2 separate regions of the Mus musculus genome follow, and region 2 is linked to region 1. The links are chromatin contacts, called in public Micro-C maps. All regions are on one chromosome and are shown on one strand. Each heading gives the region's core, a stretch centred on a gene start, on an enhancer-like site or on the middle of the called end of the contact. The rest is flanking DNA. Distances are from core to core; before and after follow the strand shown.

What was found. A called contact is a pair of places that touch in the nucleus more often than the background predicts.
Region 2: a Micro-C map of embryonic stem cells shows a contact between it and region 1, with 3 times the contacts expected there. The contact joins the enhancer-like site here to the promoter of En1 in region 1. A contact is called at or near these places in 1 of 39 promoter capture datasets (cranial neural crest), 6 of 484 Hi-C or Micro-C datasets (the C2C12 cell line, embryonic fibroblasts, embryonic stem cells and 1 more), 5 of 115 datasets of contacts at active chromatin or transcription factors (embryonic midbrain, embryonic stem cells, pancreatic cancer cells and 1 more) and 2 of 9 other capture datasets (liver and pancreatic islet).

What each region holds. Positions count from the first base shown.
Region 1 is chr1:120,600,885-120,604,584 of GRCm38.p6, forward strand. En1 (engrailed 1) reads left to right here and starts at 1,603. Exons shown (of 2, transcript NM_010133.2): 1 at 1,603-3,037. The coding sequence starts at 2,149.
Region 2 is chr1:120,641,751-120,645,450 of GRCm38.p6, forward strand. It overlaps a transcript of 2610027F03Rik not described here. Among named protein-coding and RNA genes, the nearest start is that of Gm34352, 27 kb to the left of the region's middle. Within about 2 kb of position 1,836, at least 24 of the 459 cell types and tissues checked have an H3K27ac peak or open chromatin away from gene starts, as enhancers often do. A contact at or near this core is called in embryonic stem cells, muscle stem cells and stem cell-derived anterior neural progenitor cells, where this site is marked.

The sequences.
Region 1 (3,700 bases), core at 353-2,852:
CCAATCTAGCCTCTGTGTAAATAAAATCTTACTTTTTTTTTTTTAACTAGGGGTAGAGAGTGTAACTCTTATGAGGTAGTCAGAAACTATGACATTTGGGGATGGTGATCAGGGAAGTGTAGTTCTGCCAGGATCTCCAACAGGACATTGGGTGGGAAAGGCCTCCTCTGTGGAAGGCTTTCTTGGACTGAAGGCTTCAACAGTCTATTCGTACCCGACCCTCCAAAACAGCTCTCCAGGAAATCTCTCCGGCGTCCAGCATCACCCTTCACTCTCTAACCTGGGTTGAGGAAAAACTTTTGAGGTATTTCACTCGGGAAAAGAGGAAATGCCCAGAATACAGCAGCGTGGAAGCGACTGGAGGCGAAAGTGCTCAGGGCCCCACCCCAAGATGCCCAGGAGTGGGCAGCAATTCCAGCGAATTCAGCTTAGAATTAGGGTAACCCGTTGTTGAATCTTCAGCCGGCCAAGGCAAACATTTGAAGCGCGGTAGTTTTATTGTTCTGATTTTTACTTTGCAGGGAAATCTAACACAGAGGTTTCACTGAAGTTGAAACCCAAACCTAGGCCTTGCAAGGAGGCACATCATGTCGCCTGGCTTAGGTGCTCTTCTGAGACAACTCTACCGGGCTAGGGCAATCCGGATTTCCCTTAGCCAAGGAAGAAAAGGGCAGAATGCACTAGGGCTCTTCTATGGCCTCTGGACGTGGCTCCACAGCGTCCGGACAGCTTGTGGGTGTTGGTGATCCAGACAGGGAAGGGCATAGTTACGAATCTCTCAGCGACAGTGTGGCTAGCCACTGACACAAACCAACAGTGCCAGCAAGGTGTAGCAGGCCTCTTGGGTTTGCCATTAGTGGGAAACAAACGACACCTCTGAAGGTAGCTAGCCCTAAGTCTTTCGCTCATGCCCGATCTCTTGGTTTTTCACACACACACACACACACACACACACACACACACACACACACACACACACAGAGAGAGAGAGAGAGAGAGAGAGAGGGGGGGGGGAGACAGAGAGAGAACGTGGGAATATAAGAATATAAACTAAATCGGCGACCGGGGATGGGGAGGGGGGTGTATGGTATCCCAAATCCCTGCCGCTTCTCGTTGTTCCCAGCACACACGAACCCATAGTCCTGTATTTCTCCAACAAGTTGTGGACTTGCTTCTCTTATCTGTCTACATCCCAAATTCTAGCTTTCTCGGATCTCTTCATGCCCTCTTCAGTCCGGATCTGAAGGGGGGAGGGGCGTGGGCACAAATGGGGGCAGGGCAGGCCGGACGTACGGGGCCTGAGCCTCTGCACCCCCTCTCCACCCACGGCCGCCGCCCCCGGATTATTTATCCGCAAAGTCCCGCGCGCGCCCATTGGGCCGAACCCTGAGTGTCAGCGCGAGTTCTGGCTCGCCATTGGTCTCACACACGTGCGGCCCTGACTCACGTGCTTCCGGTTTGAAGGCAAAAAGTGTGCCTGGGTGATTTTTTTTTTTTTTAAGCGAGAGAGTTTGTGCAAAGATCCGAGCTGTCAGAGATTTCAGGGGGGAAAAGGGAGCCCGGCACTGGCGGAGACGCGCTCTCCCTGCAAAAAAGCAAAGACGATTAAAGGCGCTGCCAGCCTCGCTCTCTGGGCACAGCTGAGCGTGACACTGGGGAAGTCAAACCCCTCTACTGCCTAGGAAGATGGCTAGACTTTAAAGATTATTTTTTTCCCTTTAAGGAAAAAGTCTCGGAGCTTTAAAAAAAATTCCTTTTTCTCTTTTTTTTTCTCCCCTCTTTTTTTTTTTTTCTGAGCCGTGGCTTATCCCCCCATTAAGACCAATCACTGAAATCTTGTTGCTGAAAGAAAAAAAAGAAAGAAAGAAAAAGAAAAGAAAATAATAGCCAAGTGTCTTCACTGTATCTGGATGTCTACAAATTAGAGAGAGGGAGAGAGCGAGATTTGCTCCACCAGAGCGGGCGAGAGCCAGGCCAGACGCTCGCCTTTCTTTTTTCCGCCTGCATCCGCCCTGTGCCTTCGCTGAGGCTTCGCTTTGCCTTCTTCCTCTCCGCGCACCCCCACGGGCCCGCTGGCAAAGTGGGGTGGGGAGCGAGGCGCGGGGGGCGGGGGCCGGCGCCGCGGCCAGGGCTGCCGGGCGGCCGAGCATGGAAGAACAGCAGCCGGAGCCTAAAAGTCAGCGCGACTCGGGCCTCGGCGCGGTGGCAGCGGCGGCCCCGAGCGGCCTCAGTCTGAGTCTGAGCCCAGGAGCCAGCGGCAGCAGCGGCAGCGATGGAGACAGCGTGCCGGTGTCCCCGCAGCCAGCGCCCCCGTCGCCTCCTGCGGCACCCTGTCTGCCGCCCCTGGCCCATCACCCGCACCTCCCCCCGCATCCCCCGCCCCCGCCGCCGCCGCCGCCGCCGCCACCGCAGCATCTCGCGGCGCCTGCTCACCAGCCGCAGCCCGCGGCCCAGCTGCACCGCACCACCAACTTTTTCATCGATAACATCCTAAGGCCCGATTTCGGTTGCAAAAAGGAACAGCCCCTGCCTCAGCTCCTGGTGGCTTCGGCTGCAGCCGGAGGAGGCGCAGCAGCAGGAGGAGGAAGCCGCGTGGAGCGTGACCGAGGCCAGACTGGTGCAGGTAGAGACCCCGTTCACTCTCTGGGCACACGAGCTTCGGGGGCTGCCTCGCTCTTGTGTGCTCCAGATGCGAACTGTGGCCCACCCGACGGCTCCCAGCCCGCCACCGCTGTCAGCGCCGGCGCATCCAAAGCCGGGAACCCGGCTGCTGCGGCGGCCGCGGCCGCAGCAGCGGCTGCAGCGGCAGTGGCGGCAGCGGCGGCAGCAGCCTCGAAGCCCTCGGACAGTGGCGGTGGTAGTGGAGGCAACGCGGGGAGTCCCGGGGCGCAGGGCGCCAAGTTCCCGGAACACAACCCTGCGATCCTACTCATGGGTTCGGCTAACGGTGGGCCGGTGGTCAAGACTGACTCACAGCAACCCCTAGTGTGGCCCGCCTGGGTCTACTGCACACGCTATTCGGACCGTCCGTCCTCTGGTGAGTACCCGAGCCGGGATGTGCATATGTGTCCAGGCCATGCTCTAGAATTTCAAGCCGTCACGCCCGGGAGAGTCCAGTTTGAAGCTCCATCAGCTTCACGTTTTATTTCTCTTGCCCCGGGTCCTAGTCACAACCGATCCTGTGCTCGATTCTGCCCTGCCATGTTGGCCTATTCGACCAAGGAAGTTACAGCTATTGGCACGCACAGGAGGCTCCAGTTTTTGTCCTTTGATTTTACGAACTCTGAGCCCTGAGGTCATTTTTGTATTTTATTTTATTATCTCGAAGAAAGATATCTAATTACTCATTGATCTATTTAGTAGGGAAAGGGCGCTTTGAGCTGGCGGGAAGATAGGCCTAGTTAGTGACTTGGTTCTGCGTCTACCACCGTAGTCCTGTCCAGAACTGTCTTTAGCCAGGGAGATGAACCGGAGAAATATTCTTTGCCGTGTGTTTTAAACAAACACTATGGATATTATACTGTGGAGAGTCCATTTGCATAAAAACAGATATGGGAGAGACAGAAAAGAGAAAACCTCCATCTCTTGCGCCCAGCCCGGGAATGGGGAGTCAACCCGCGTGGGTAGAATGTAGAGGAAGGCCCTAGCCAGAAAGGTGAGTAGCCTCTGCTCGCTGGTGCTGGCAGGCCGTGGGAGAGCA
Region 2 (3,700 bases), core at 586-3,085, 41 kb after region 1:
AGCTGTGGAATAAGTTCTAGCTGGGCTGCCTTGTTTTGCCTCAGTGGAAGAGGATGTGCCTAGCCCCACAGAGACTTGATGTGCCAGGGTAGGGGGATTCTCAGGGCATGCTTCACCCTCTCAGAGGAGAAGGGTAGGGTGAATTTAGGGAGGAATTTTGGGAGGGGGCAGCGATCAGAATCTAAAGCGAATAAATAAATGTTTTAAAACGGGGAAAAATGAAAAGTACAGTCATTTAATAAAAGATAAGGTATAGAGAGATTGATGTTGATCAAGGGCTTCTATATATGCCATTCTTGAGCTTGTACACACACACACACACACACACACACACACACACACGCAGAGAGAGAGAGAGAGAGAGAGAGAGAGAGAGAGAGAGAGAGAGAGAGAGAGAGAGAGAGACTGAGCCCAGAGATCCTGTTTAGATCATTGAGGAACTTGGAGTGTTTGGAGTAGCCCAAGAGGCCAGAAAATTGAATATATAAGACTTCAGTGGAAGTGTGTGTATATGTTCTCCCTATGGGGAAACTATAGACATTTTCAAGCTACAAAGTAGAAACGGAAGGGGAAGCTATGCTGAGGAGTCTGAATCAATGTGGCCATATTTCTTGGAAGGTAACATGATGAAATAGAAGAAAGTACGGACAAAAGACAGACAGAGCCTCTAGCAGAGGTTGGCCCTGGCAGAGGATGGAGAAGGCAGATCTTAGGGATCTTAGCAGAGGGAGTCCAGGACGGGGGGGGGGGCAGGTATTGAGGGTGAATGCTGGCTCAACCCTTTCCCCACATTAGACCTCTGAGAAGGGAGGCACAGAGACCGAAGACAGTCCACAGAGCCCTGTGTGGGGCTCAGTCAGAGGTTGGAGATGCATTACAGTTCAATTTGTAGAGGACTTGCCCAGGATTCAGGAAGCCCTGGTTTCCTCCCTAGTACTACAGAATCCTGGCATCGATGGTGCACAAGGTAACCCCAGCACTCAAAGGTGGAGGCAGGAGTGTTAAAGCTGTGGTCATCTACCACACAGAGAGTTTCAGGCCAAACTGCGATACATGAGGCCCTGTCTCAAAGTAAACGAGTAAATTTAACAAAAGGAAAATAGAAAAAGGGGAATGTCAGACTTAGTCGTGGCTTCCTGCTGTTAGGACACTGGTTAGAATTCAACGAAATATTTTATTTACATTTATGTGTGTGTGTTCTCTCCCTCTTTCTCTGTGTAGGTACTCTCTCTCTCTCTCTCTCTTTCTCTCCATGCATGCACACATGCAGTGCCATGGTGCATGTATGGAAATCAAAAGACAACTTCCAGGAACTGGTTCTAGAAATGTTGGGTCTGAGGATGGAACTAAAGTTGCTGGGCTTGGCTGCTGTCTCAACAGCTGATTCATTACTTTTCATCAGGACCTTTCCTGTATTCAACAAATTGATCAGGCAAAAATCCAAAAATGTGGCCATTTTCAAGCCTGTTGTTTGCTTTTCAATGTTTGTGGTGCCCCCCGCCCCAGAACCCTTCTCTGTGTGTGCACGTGCGTGTGCGTCCTCTCTGCCACCGAGTTCCTTCCGCAGTGTCTGGAGTGTTTTTAGGGTGAAAATCTGAAGGGCTTCCCTCTGCATATTCCTGGTCTCTGCAGCCTCTGCAGATCTTTCCTCCATTACCACTTGCATATCGAGGAATTTGCTACAGTAAGGTAAGGGTTTGTGAAACAAGCTTTATCGGGATCAGAAGGCTCCTGGGCAGAGCTCTCCAGTATTTAGACTAGGACCACTCTTCCTATATCATTGGCAGACAGTTGAGCATGCACGCCGTGGTCTGCTGCTTAGCGGGCAGAAAGCCTGGATTCCATCCGTTGCATGGTCTAAGCAGGTGCAGGTGTGTGGTCAGTGGAGAGCCTAGTAAGGCATCGGCCAGGGCCTACTAGGACAACTGACACCTCTCTACCCCATCTCATCGCGGAAGTGCAATTGAGTCTCAGTGTGCGGGCAAGAGAAGAAATGATTTTTTTTTAAAATTTACTACAATGAAATCTCAGCTGCAGGAAAGCTAGGACCAAAGCTTTCCTCCCCCCCCCGTCCCCCCTCCCCCGCATCCAACTTAACATTGTAAGCATTTTCCTTACAGCCTCCCAAAGTTTAAATATTAATTTGCCTGTAATTGGTGGAGAAAACAAACAAGCAATTAAAACCGCTACAGAACTGACTTTCTCTTTCCCGTGCCTGGCCCTTCCCTTTCATTTTGCTCCCACCGCCTAGAACTGGCTGTAAGACAATAGGACCCCAGGCTGTGTGGAATTCTAAGCCCCGCTTGCCTTAAAGCTACAATATGGATTTAATTTATATGCAAATGAAAGCAATAAAAAGGCAGACACTGTAGAAATTATAGGGTTCCCCCTCCCCTCCTTTTCTTAGGAGAGCACAAATCCTTTCTCTCCTCTTCCTAGGAAGACCTAATTATTATTGGTTCTCGCCACCCCCCCCCCCAACTCTGGGTGTAAACTGGGCCGTTTAAGGAAAACAATAGAATATTGGAGCATTCCGGGAATTTCACAGTCTGACTGTCTCCCCCCTCCTTCCCCCCAACAGGGCATGCTGGGGTTCTTCTGTTGACCAGCAGAACGCAGACCTGATCAAAGGCTACCGGAAGCCTTAAGTAGACCAAAATGGGGGCTCAAATATGCTAATGGCTGAGCTAAATATACTTTAATCCTGTTATAATACAAGGTAACTTGGAGGCAGGGAATGGGCCTGGTGGCTTTAGCCTGGATGGAGGGGCCCTCCCGGGGCACCCCTGTGAGTGTTGAATAGAAGTTGCTTCCTATTCTTTCTCTGGTTGGGGGTGGGGTGGGGGCTTCCTTCCTCAGATGCCCACACCAGCCCCGCCTGTCGCGTTTACAGAGTGTCAACAGTTGGGTGAGCAAACCTCCTCAGTGCTTAGATCAGTATCCTGTGACCTTCCACATTGAAGCACGCCATTCAGCCAAGCCTTCCAGCTGTTGCCTGAATGGGCGAGAGGTTTTTTTCTCATCTTCTTCTTTCTTCTTCTTTTTTAGAGTAGGGCATGGCTTAGGAGGACACTAGGCAACAGTTTTAAATTAGAACTTCCCCACCACCCAGAGCCAGGGGGAAGCCTAGCTACAGGGCTGGCAGATGTATTTTGGAATGGAGCTAAGCAGGCCTGGAGGGAAATGGGCTTCTCAATTCACTTTCTGGACCCAACATCAGTCTTCCTGCAGCCAAGGCCTTAGGCCACACCTTCTGGCAGCCTCAGCCTTATCTACTTTAGACACAGTTTGAGTTGGAAGATCTATGTCAGTTCTTACAGAGCCAGGCCTACTGCTGGTATCAGAAGGTTAAAAAAACAGCTCATATTGAGGCCTAACTTCAGAGTCAGGAGCTCAATTCCAAAGTGGGGGTCAGAGGAGTGGGGAAGGGGCCCATACATCTGTCTGTTTAGTCCAGATTCCATAGTGGATATATAAAGGTGCAATGGTGTGTTTTGGGTTGCCCGGTTTTGTGAGAACCTCAGCATGTGACAGGCAAGCTTACTTGGAACCCCCGCTTTTGCTCCTGTTTGTGCAAGGCTGTGTTTTTCCGTCTTCTCTCTTTTCTCGTTCATTCGCTGTTCCTCTTCCTTCTCCCTTCTCTCTACTCCAATTGAGCCTCCACTAGAATCCTGTAAACAGAAGCCTTCAGGTGCACTTC